Linked DNA regions of Anas platyrhynchos: region 2 is linked to region 1. The links are chromatin contacts, called in public Hi-C maps. All regions are on one chromosome and are shown on one strand. Each heading gives the region's core, a stretch centred on a gene start, on an enhancer-like site or on the middle of the called end of the contact. The rest is flanking DNA. Distances are from core to core; before and after follow the strand shown.

What was found. Hi-C and Micro-C count contacts between places; a contact is called where the count stands out from the background.
Region 2: a Hi-C map of subcutaneous adipose tissue shows a contact between it and region 1, with 2.7 times the contacts expected there. The contact joins the enhancer-like site here to the promoter of RSPH9 in region 1. A contact is called at or near these places in 2 of 8 Hi-C or Micro-C datasets (skeletal muscle and subcutaneous adipose tissue).

What each region holds. Positions count from the first base shown.
Region 1 is chr3:34,900,511-34,903,566 of IASCAAS_PekinDuck_T2T, reverse strand. It overlaps RSPH9 (radial spoke head component 9), which reads right to left and starts at 1,693. Exons shown (of 6, transcript XM_038177023.2): 1 at 1,414-1,693; 2 at 1,108-1,270. The coding sequence starts at 1,643. It overlaps LOC140002132 (a long non-coding RNA gene), which reads left to right and starts at 1,825. Exons shown (of 3, transcript XR_011808159.1): 1 at 1,825-3,056.
Region 2 is chr3:35,344,448-35,347,427 of IASCAAS_PekinDuck_T2T, reverse strand. No RefSeq gene overlaps it. Among named protein-coding and RNA genes, the nearest start is that of TMEM63B, 16 kb to the left of the region's middle. Within about 2 kb of position 1,662, at least 7 of the 8 cell types and tissues checked have an H3K27ac peak or open chromatin away from gene starts, as enhancers often do. A contact at or near this core is called in subcutaneous adipose tissue, where this site is marked.

The sequences.
Region 1 (3,056 bases), core at 444-2,943:
GAGAATTACCTGTCCCTCCCTTCATTCAACCACTTCCTCCCTCTCAATTAAGCTGCTTTTGACTATTCAGTTAGAAAGAGTGATACCTGCAGTTCCTGCCTAGAGCTTCAGACGCTGCAGTGAGGATCTGTACCAATTGCACATAATACAACATGAAGGAGAGAGGATATTTCTAAGCCATATCTAAGTCCAGGAATAATTGAAGTAAGAGTTCAATCAAGAAGCTGTTGCTACACAATGACAGAGGACAGGAAGGCGGGTATATTCCACCTGCTGTGACCAGGGAGATTCTTGAAGGCATGCATTTTGGAAGGAGCATTACCTATGGGTAATACTCCAAGAACTAGAGAACAAACCACAGGAACAGCCTTTCTAGGCTGTAAAATAGGAGATATGGAGTCCCTCTTGTCTCCCATTCTTGCTTCCGTAACTTTTCGGGCATCAGTCAGTGGTGTCCAGGTAAAAGTGTGCTGGTTCTGAAGAAAGAGCTGCCCCCGAGCAGGAAATTTTCCCTGGAGCAGCTGGGACACATGCCAATTATCAGAATTATTATGAATATTCCAGTTACATGAAGACAGGCTGAGGGAGTTGGGGTTGTTCAGACTAGTGAAGAGAAGGCTCTGTGGGCACCTTACAGCAGCTTTCCAGTGCCTAAAGGGGACCTAAAGGAAAGCTGGGGAGGGACTCTGTCAGGGAGTGTAGGGATAGGACAAGGAGTAAGGGCTTTAAACTAAAAGAGGGCAGATTTAAATTGTATATTTGTATAGAATATTTGGATAGAAATTCTTCACTCAGAGGGTGGTGAGGCCCTGGCACAGGCTGCCCAGAGCAGCTGCGGATGCCCCATCCCTGGAGGTGCTCAAGGCCAGGCTGGATGGGGCTTTGGGCAACCTGGTCTGGTGGGAGGTGTCCCTGCCCATGGCAGGGGGCTGGAACCAGGTGGTGTTTACAGTCCCTTCCAACCCCAACCACTCTGTGATTAAACAAGTAGGACCCAGGCTGTTCCTGTGACCCATCAGCTGCCTCTTACACACGAGGAGCCGTCTGTATGGCACGAGGGGTACAACTGCAGCGAAAGGAGCTTGAAAAGCGTTTCGTCGTATTTACCTCCGTACCGTCTTCGAGCAATCTTTCGGCATCTTCCGCGCTGACCTCGGCGTACTCGTACTGAAAACTCGGGTCCCCCTGGAAGCGGCCCTTCAGCCTCTCCGCCTGCTCCCCCACCTCCTTGGCCACCGGCGTCAGCAGGCTCCACTCCACGCAGTCCAAGCTGCCGGCGACAACACACCTTGGCTCTCCCATCCCTCGGGGCTCTGCCCAGACCCCCAAACCCTCCCCGTCGCCCCCCAACACCGTTTATTTTTGGTCTTTGGGACGCCCATCCCGCTCCCTCTCCCACTCCCCCGGGGGCACCTGTAGAGGCGGCTGCGGGGCGCGGCGCGGTCAGCCCCCAGCCCCTGGGCGATGTAGTAGGTGCCGCGCACGCCATGGACGCAGCCCCAGAACCAGACCGCCTCGAAGCGGTAGTCGCGCTTCAGCAGCGGCAGCGAAGCCCCCAGCGCCGCCCGCTTCTCCGGGCTCAGCCCCGCTCCGCCGCCGCCGGCCGCCAGCTCCAGGCCGCCGGGCAGCCCCTCCGCCTCCATGGCCGCCGCGTCGCCGTCGCCGGGCAACCGGGAGGCAATGGCGGCGCCTCGGCAACGGCCGCCATGGCAACGGCGCGGCGGGCCCGGGGGGAAAATGGCGGCCGCGCCCCGCTGGGCTGAGGGGGGAGGTTGAGCGGGCAGGGCCGGGTGTGTCAGGGCCGTGTAAACCTGACCCGTGTGTGGCAAGCAGTGTGTTAAGCGTGCAGCCCCGCGTGGGTGTGTGTCGTCCCTCGGTGTTCCTCAGAGGGCTGAAGCCAAAGGTGTCCCTAAAAAGCTGGGGGACACCCCATGATGGAGGACACCTTGGCTGGGATCCCACCAGCAGCTCCGTTTTCCTCATGTCTTACACAGCCAACACCAAAAATTACCTCAGAATCTCACTGCACAGCATAATTTTACTGACCTTGCCATCTATCTCCTGCACCTCCATAAGTAGATGGCTTTTTTTATTATTATTATTTTTAACCGACACTATTTGGATCACTGTGTGGGGCCCTGTTTTGCTGAATCACACACAGACAGACATTCGTGAAATAGCTCCTGCCCTAAAAATCTTGCAAACCGGCCTAATACAAACGTCAGTAAATAAATAATGAGGTCATCTGGCTGCTTAGACAAATAAAAGTTGTGTTTGATGTCTTAAGGAAGTTTAAAACTTTACACGAACACTACTTAAATATATGTATGTGCACGTATATTTAAATCCATAGTTACATCATAAATTCTTGTATTTCTTTTTTCATCTATTTCCTGTTCACACCTAAGGAAAACACTGATTAAGGGTTGCTGCCTTTAACACTGTCACCTGCTTGTCTGTCAAGTGAGATGTTCAGTGAGCTGTACAACATGCAGTCAGATCCATTAGTTTTACCTAAATCTCACAAAAATGAACTTGGATTCTTGCAGATTAACCCCCTCTCTTTTAACGTGAATCATGCAGAACATGCAGGAGGGGCCACAAAATTGTGTCCACACTGTCATCTACCATTGTGCCTTAGCCTGATTTTCCCTACAGGAACAGGCGTTTTCAGGCTTCGTAAACTTGTATAATGACCAATGTCGCTAGAACCATTTCTTGCACTAATATTTTATGATATGGCTGGCTGGCCAGTGAACATGAGAACTGCAAGCCATACTCGTTTCATATGAGTCAGAGAGGCAACCTGAGACCGTAATGAATTTCTGCCACTGTCAGCCACAACTGGATTCAAACCAGATGCTAGCAGCTGAGCAGCTCTTTAGCCTGTTAGGGATCTTCTAAGCCACCCAGTCTCCAATCTTTGCTTGCCCTGACTGAAGATTATCAGAAAGGAAATCTGTAGCTTAAGGAAATTCTTCCTGGTTCAGCAAAGCCTGGTGGGCAACTGTACTCTGCCTTGCTTTGTCTTGACCCCAATTACTAAACACTGATAA
Region 2 (2,980 bases), core at 413-2,912, 440 kb before region 1:
AGCCTTTTTGGAGGAGGCGGCCACGGCCCCGCGTGGCTCCGTGTCCCGCGTGTCCCCCCTGCGCGCATCGCGCTCCCGGCTGGCCCTGGCCGCCAGGGTGACCGCGACACCCCGCTGTCCCGGGGAGGGAAGCTGGGGAAAAGGCAGAGAGCCAGTTTTTTGGGGGTCACCTAGAGCCCTGCGGGTGCGCCTCGCAGCGCGGGGACGATGCTGCGGCTCTTTTCTCTGTGGGGGCCACGGTTTGCGGGCGCTGCGTGGGTCCTGCCCTATTTTTTTGGCGTCCCGCCTGCTGTGCCGAGGTGAGGCGAGGTGTGCTGGGTCTCAGCCTGCGGCTGCACAGCGCAGGAGGACACTGCCCTGCGAGGGGAACAAAGAGGATTCGGCACTCGCTGGCACGGGGAGATGCCAAGCTCAGGGGTCCCCCTGTCACCATGAGGCTGCTGCCGCCAAATGCTTCCCACAACGGAGGCACACACGAGCTGGACCACGAATTGAGCTCAGCCCTGCCTCTCCCAGCCTTTTCCTTCCCAGGGGGGGACCCTTTTTCCCACTGGGTTTTGCTGTCAGAGGCAGGGGAGCCGGGGAGGACCCGTCGGGAGGTGCCGCACGGCGCTGAGCCGTGGCCCAGCCTCGCTCAGGTGCAGCTCTCCGTGCGGCGCCTCACGTAGCGAGACGCTGTCTATCCTCCAGCTATTTACCGCCAGCTCATTTTGCAAACGCTGCACTCACCAGATTTTTTTTTTTTTCTTCTCCCCCTCTCTCCCTCCCTTCCTCTCCCTCTCTTCCCCGCGGAGATGCTCAGACAGTGCTCCCCATTCAGCCCGCAGAGCCGGCGCTCCCACCTGCGCGCACGCCGCACAGGCTGACCCACGTGCGGGGTCGCTCCGCTGGGAAGCTCCAAATTCGCCACCTTCCCCTTCTCCTGCTCCGCTGGCTCCGGGCCCGGGGCGGGGAGCGTGGGTGAACAAAGAGCTCGGTGGGCCTGGGGAGGCTGCTGCGGACCACGGAGCTCACGGAGAGGCAAATTGGCACTGGGGGGATTCTCCATGAGCAGGGGATTTGTCTGGTGGCCAGCTCCCACCCCTGTCCTGGCCAGCACGTGCTACTTCCACCTTTTTCTCAAAGCCTCAGGCCCTGGGCTCGGTACACGAGCCGCTGGGCTTTCACCTCCCTTATCTCCCCATCTCGGGAGAGGACTGGGTGGTTAGCAGGAGGCGCTCGGAATTGCGAGCTGAGGGTTTCCCTGCGGGTTGGAGGCCGGGCAGCTGAGGCAGATGGCTGTCTCCACCACCCCATTGCTCCCAACTGCTTGGTGGGTGGTGGTGTGGCCGTGCTGCCCCATGGAGACCCCCCAGCTCCACCCATGGCAGGCCTGAGGGGCTGGGCGGGTGGATGGATGGATGGATGGATGGATGGGTAGATAGATGGATAGGTGGAGAAATCCCAACTTTGTGCCCTGTGGGATGCCCCTGGCTCTCTGGGGAACACGAGGAGGGGTGGCTGGAGATCCCCTCGGGGCACTGTGGGGATGGGGGTTTGCGGGGAGCGGGCTGGGGTCCGTAGGGGCTGCGGGGTTCCCAGGCTGCCCGCAGGCCGAGCGGGGCGGCCGTCACACGCTACGGTAGATGGCAGTGCCGCCCGGATTTTATGAATGGAGGAAAAAGCAGGAGGAGGAGGAGGAGGAGGGGAGGCAGATGGATGTGGGGAGGTGGTGATGGAGGGAGGGAGGGAGGGAGGGAAGGAAGGAGGGAGAGGGGGGGAATTTGCTGGCTGGGCTCCGGCCTCCACCTCCGTTCCCCCTCGCCCCTGCGCCAGGCGCCCTCCCCCAGCCATTAGCATAGGCCTGCCCGGTTTACATGTCAGGCTGCACGTTGCAGCGGCCGGATCCAGCAGCCAGCAGCGCTGGCAGCCGCCCCGAGTCAGCTGCTTCCCAGCGAGGAGCATGGAGGAGCAGGCAGGCGGCGGGAGGCAGCCCGCGGGCCTCCACTTTAAGGTGTCCTCGCCGAGATGCCACCGTGCCTCTGGCACCTCCTGGCCCGCACCCTTCCACCCTGGGGGGCAGCCCTGGGGTCCCAGCCGGCCCCCCAGGAGCCTCGCTCAAGCTGAGCCCAACCCCAAGGGTTTTGGACCAGGGGACTTCTCGGATGCTCTCCATGCACCCCTCGGGGAGGTTTGGGCAAGGCCATGGGGCACAGTTCTGGGCCCTGCCTCTCCCAGGAACATCCCCCTGCCCTGAAGCTGCTGCCTCAGGCCCTGGAGGTGCTCACAGACCCCATCCTGCTTGCCCCCAGCTCAACCCCAACCAGGGGTCTCCAAGGCATCACCTGGGGCTGTGTGGGCCCATCGCTTCCAGCTGCTGCTGGGATTTGCAGCACATCGCTGGCACAGCTGTGGGATGGATGCGATGGAGGAGCAGAAGCGGCTGCTGCACACAGCCCCGGGTCCTGTCCCCTGTGCGCACAGAACTTGGGAGAACTTCAAGTACAAAAATGCTCAGGGGGAGCTTTGGAGAAGGTCCCAGAGAGCGGCACCTCTCTGGGACAGAAGTGTCACCATCACCTTCCCCTCCAGCCCTTTGCTCTGGCTCCTGGCTGGGGCACATCCCTGGTGCCAGCACAGTGCCGGGGAGCAGGGCCAGGCTGTGGGGTGGGCAAGAGACCCCACAGAAAACCTCAGCATGGCCACGTTCGGGATGGATGAGTCTCCTGTCCCCCAGCACAGCCGGGGTGCCCGGGGGTGGTATCCTGCCTCCTTGGGCACCACGGCTGGTTGTAGGTTGTAGGTCTGCTGGTACCTTCAGCACCGTTTGGGCACGGGTTCCTGCCTGCTGATCCCGCTCCAGCCCACATATTTCCACCTGCCTGACCTAAATTCCACAGCAGTTTCAGCAGGATGCAGCATTTTTCATCACCCCTTGCCCAAACCAGTTGTATGGCCTCGCGGTCTGCAGTGAGGTGTTTCTGCGTGCCGCCCTAAAGGA